2 separate regions of the Arachis hypogaea genome follow, and region 2 is linked to region 1. A link is a contact called in public Hi-C data. All regions are on one chromosome and are shown on one strand. The core of a region is the stretch at or near the end of the contact, and the rest is flanking DNA. Distances in the headings are between cores, read along the strand shown.

Region 1 (2,699 bases), core at 58-2,557:
ACACCACAACGGTGTCATTTGCTGCTTCGAATTCGAAGAAGATGATTATGTTCAAACCTTGCCTCTTTGCTCACAAACCTTCCATGTTGATTGCATCGATACTTGGCTTCGTTTCCACACAAGCTGCCCTCTCTACCGCGCTGGGGTTCTCTCTGCCGCTTTGCTGTTTGCTCTCATGTTCGCTGCCAGGATCTGACCAAGCCTTGACGCCGACGAATATGGCTCGAAATCAGCAGGGGAAGTAAGGGATTGGACTCCAGTTGCAAGGAGAAGAATTCAATTCGGCCGAAGGGGAGTGGAGCGCGGTAGATTTCGATGGATTTTCATAGGAACAGGAAAACCTAGAATAAATGAAAAGAGAACTGTGAGGTTGAGGATGAGGCACTTGAAGTCGGGTTTAATTGTTCGTACGTTTTTAGGGTTGGGTATAGATTTCTGCATCTGAGATTGCAGAGTTTCTTCTTTTGCGGGCTTTGGGTTTAATGGAAAATTGGATATCTCCACCATTGTTACACCAATTGAGGCTGTGAATTCTAACTCTAGTCTCTAGATTTTGTGTATTCAAACTCTGGCATGTGCTTAAGTTGGCTGAATTGGGTGTTTTATGATGGGGTGAAGTTTTGAACTTTTAGATGAAGGTTGAGAACCGGTCCAAGAGTAGTAGAGGTGGTGATGGCGGTGGTGGTGACGGTGATGGTGTTAATGGTGGTGAAGAAGTGTTTGGGTAGTAGTGAGATTTGAGATTAGAAAAATGGTGGTGAAGATAAGGGTAATTTAGAGATTTTAGGTGATTTGTTAGTGTTTGAATAATTTTGTTGTGCAAAATCCATATTTCATGGGTACAAATAGTAATTTCTTTTTTTTTATGGGTAGATATGTCAGCGTTTTTAACTTTTCTGGATACAAATAGTAATTTACTCTAAATTTTTCGTATACTATATACCAATAGAATAAAATTGAAACATTTTGAAAATATTAAATATTTAAAATTAACATTGCGTTTTTTTTCCCCAAAAAAGGCAATTGGTGTTCAGGGAAATGCTAATGCTACTAAAATATAAAAATAATAGATAAAATAATAAATCATTGGTTTTAACTTTTTTATTTTTCTTTTTGTAAAAATGTATGTAGCTCAGTTTTTAATTTTTAAAAATAATATTGTAGCCTAATTAACAGGTTATCTTTTTTTCAATTTTAATTATCCATATAAAAAATAACAAAATGAAAAGATAATATTAGAGAAAAATAAATAAAACATAAAAATTTCAAGCTAAATAAAATAAATAAATGATTTCCTGCCATACTCGTAGAAGATGGTTTACCTTCGTGATTTTAACGCTATATTTCCAATTTTTTTTTTCTGTTTAGGACGGAATTTTAACGCTATGATGCAGCACTTATTACTATTAGTCATACAATCCCCATTCTCTCTGTCACTGTGACCCAAACCCCCATTTCTCTCTCTCTCTCTCCTCCTCTCTCTCTCCCCTAATCCACCACCGTTCCCACTCTTCGGAACCAAGATCCATTTCCCAACAATATCACTGTAAGTTTTTCTCTCTTTCGTTGCGCCATCTTTTTTTTTTTTTTTGTTTAAGAACGCCTCCGTTTTTTTTTAAAGTTTCCGTCGTTTTGTCACGTCGTTTCCGTCTGCTCGAGCTGTGCTTCCTGCTCGTGTTGTCGCCGCGCCTCCCTCGCCTCTCTCTCTCTCTCTCTCTCTCCTCACGTCTCAGCAATAACCCCAGAGAGAGTTTAATTTGTATTCTGCAACCTTGTTCATCTTTTTCAAGCACAAGATCTTCTTCTTCAGGTAAGGATTTGGGTTAAGGATACCTCAGTATTTTAATGTATTTATGTATCTATAATTGCTTGACATCTTAGAAATCTAGGTATTCATCTATGTTTCTCTTTGATAATTTTTTTTTTTCCTTTTAAACTGTTAGTGCTTCTGCTAGAACATGTGGTTTGACATTGTTTTATGTTTAGATTTTTATGTTTTATTTTTATGTATTTATTTTTTTGATGAACTCTGTTTGTGCTGTGAGTTATTGGCATGAGGGTTTGTGTTAGGTTTGAAAAATTTTGTCAAATAGGTATGTCATATTTGGTAATATATATGTTGATGATTTTTATCGAAAGCAATGAAATATATGACATATGATGTAGTTTATGGTAGTATTTGATTTGTTTATTACTATGTTAGTGAAATTTGATTTGTGAAGGTAGATGTAATAATTCCTTTATCAGTCAGAAAAGCACAATTTTGGAGAGTGTTGGTGTTAATTTGATGATTCTAGATTAGTAAATCCTTTTCATGTTTTCAAGTTTTACATGTTTAGTGGGCAGTAAAACTCAAAGGTGTTTGTTTTGTCCTGTATTCCTCAGTTTTTGATACGGGTGAAAAGCTTTTTGAGCCAATTGACAATGGGGTTTATTAACGAGTATTAATTTATCACTACAAGGAAAATGCTGTTCGTTTCCTCACTTTTCAGGAGTTGAAACAAAATAAAATGGAAGAAACTGCTTTCCTCTCTGTAGATTTTGGCAGAGAAAGATAATATATAATTCTTTTAATACTTTTTTTCTTTATTTATTTATTAAAAGTATTGTAATCTATAATGCCAGTTCCACTTGCTCCTTATCCAACACCATCGGCTCCATATACTCCTTCTCTATCTGCAAATGGTATCTTAATTTTT
Region 2 (2,699 bases), core at 118-2,617, 360 kb before region 1:
ATCCTCTTCAGATATCATACCCACCAGACCATCCCTAAAACCCACCATAAGAGGCTCCTCCTGATGATATAATTTCTTGTAGAACTCTCTAATAGCAATTTTTATTCTTACTTGATTTCTTACCAACCTTCCATTAATTACCAGTGCATCAATCCTGTTGTTCCTCCTTCTTGTTGAAGCTATCTATTTCCAGGGTAATTCTTTTCTCACATACCACTTCTCACAAAAAGTCACTAACGCCTTTCTTCTTGCCTCCACCGTTCCGGGATATACTCCATTGCTTACCATGTTATCTATCTTCTTGATCTCTTCCTCAAATTTCGTAATTTTGTTATCCATGTCTCCAAAATTGTCTCTATGCCATCTCCCCAAAGGAATTGTCAAGGCCTTCAATTTATTTATGAATTGTAGCTCCCCTAGCCCCCTCTATTCCTCTTTTACCATTCTGAAAAAATCTTCATGTGTAAACCATGAGTCTAGGCTTCTAAACGGTCTAGGTCCATCTCTCAACCTTGAATCTTCCACTATCATCGAGCAGTGATCTGACAAGCCCCTCGGTCCTCCTCTTAAGCGAATCTCAGGGAACTCCTCAACCCATTCCAGACTAACCAGAACTCTATCAATCCGACTGCAGGAACGACCTCTGAACCACGTAAAATTACGGTCATTAAGCAGTAAGTCCAACAAGTTTATATCTTGTATCCAATCTTTGAAGTCTTCAGCAGATGCTGTTAGGCTAGTAGTATCTTTTCTTTCCTCAACGTTTACAATCTCATTAAAGTCTCCTATAAAACAACAAGAGACCTAACACAATTTAGCAGTATAGCTCAACTCCTCCCACATAACAAATTTTTTCTCTTTAATATGAGCACCATAAACCAAAAAAACAACACAGTTGAAATTATTTTTTAATATGATCCCTTCCACACATAACTATCTCTCCCCTTTTCAAAATTATTAATAATAAATAATAATGTCAAATATTTACTTTCTCCAAACATGTGGATGAAAAACATACTAATATTCATATCTTATTACATGTATTAGATGTGAAAATTATTATATCAATAAACCCACAAGGGCCTACATCAGTGTTATACACTCATAAATATCATATTAACTCAGATATCATTTATTATGGAATAAAATATAAACCACATTTCAAATGATGAAGCCACCTGATACAACAATAGATGATAGAAAATGTATAAGTTGATACAATATCTCAGAGTCACATCATACGAATACAATATTAACATAATACACAATATTTTCCATTGGTAAAACTTGATGCATGCAAACAACAATTTAGATTTGCATTGAACGATCTAACGGTTCGCAATGTCATCTTCATGTGAAGATGTCATTATAAGAGCATTTACTTTGCAGTAATCTGAATCTGAACTTTGAAATTACATAAAGTGCAAAACCAATGGCAAAAGAATATATAAGAAAACAGATATGGCATGCTTCTCTATGAAGCCTATCTACTAATAGTTTATACACTAATAGAGTACATCATTACCCAAGAGTCAGGTGCTTCAAGTTTAATTGATAGAGTTTACACACCTTACTCTGTTGCTCATGTTGGATATAAGTTAGTGTCTTTTTGTTTTAACCCTTTTTATTTTTCGAGATGAAGTTTATGTTAGTTACTTAGTTTTATAAATTGCTTGCAAAAAGAACTTTACACTCAAGTTCCAATATAAAACTACCGGATCCCTTGGAACCCAGTTGATAATTTTATGAGCTGATGGCTATACCTACAAATTAAACCATAATGCAGGCCAAGCATTACATAAATTTCTTGGCCATGGCCATTACTTTGTGAACTAAGGAAATATATTTATTATCTATCTATTAGGGACGGTGTTCAAGGGGTGGGTAGGTTTTCCTTTGCGAGAGGAGCAATCTCCTCTCCTTCAATTCCAGGTTCACTGCCAGCAACGCCAAGGCTCAACAGCATCTTTTCCCATAGTTTTGCTGGTTCCTGCAACATAATCAATCATCCTAATGATTAGTGGAACTTTATTTTTCCGTTTATGTTTTATATCTAAACAAGCGTGCTATAAGTAAATAGCATGAGATCATTCCCTTGCCTTGGCTTGTCTAACAACTTAAGCTTTCGGGAGGGATGATTTTCATGTCATGCCATCAAAACTTTTAATAACAAATAGGTCTAGAATTCAATCATTGTTACTCTCCATTTTTCTGAATAAAAGTTGAAATTTTGAAAAATGGTAGGATGGGCCTGTCACTTGTGTAAAAGGACATATTATATAAAAAAAATTATTCGCAATTCTTACGGAATAGTTTAAATTTTAAAGAGAAATAGTTTAAGTTACATGCTGCGTGGTGTGTGCTATTACCTTCCATGAGAAGTCTTGGGCCATGCAGTTCTGGACTATCTCTTTCCAGACCGGGGTACCGAAGGTTGTAAGGGCTCTAATGACGGTAGAAGTTAACTTTTCCACATCAGCTGGGTCAACAGCATCACACTGAAGAACAAACGCAAGTTATCAATCTTTAGTTAACTCCTCTATCAAATCAAAATGAAACAAGGGTATTTGTATACATCTTTATACCTCAACACTGAATGCTCCAGCATGGAATCCAGTATATCCTTCTATCACGGTGTCAACAAGTCCTCCAGTTGAGGAAACTATCGGAACCTGTTGCAATGTCGCAGCAGAATTAAT

Evidence for each region. A called contact is a pair of places that touch in the nucleus more often than the background predicts.
Region 2: a Hi-C map of leaf shows a contact between it and region 1, with 2.1 times the contacts expected there. The contact joins the promoter of LOC112778545 here to the promoter of LOC112775824 in region 1. A contact is called at or near these places in 3 of 8 Hi-C or Micro-C datasets (leaf and an unstated tissue).

Annotation. Positions count from the first base shown.
Region 1 is chr19:97,856,557-97,859,255 of arahy.Tifrunner.gnm2.J5K5, reverse strand. LOC112775824 (nuclear pore complex protein NUP98A) reads left to right here and starts at 1,307. Exons shown (of 13, transcript XM_025819708.3): 1 at 1,307-1,810.
Region 2 is chr19:98,217,606-98,220,304 of arahy.Tifrunner.gnm2.J5K5, reverse strand. LOC112778545 reads right to left here and starts at 1,367. Exons shown (of 4, transcript XM_025822852.1): 1 at 1,334-1,367; 2 at 512-785; 3 at 1-5. The coding sequence starts at 1,367. It overlaps LOC112775088 (granule-bound starch synthase 1, chloroplastic/amyloplastic), which reads right to left. Exons shown (of 14, transcript XM_025818555.3): 12 at 2,586-2,672; 13 at 2,370-2,498; 14 at 1,643-1,990. The coding sequence ends at 1,874.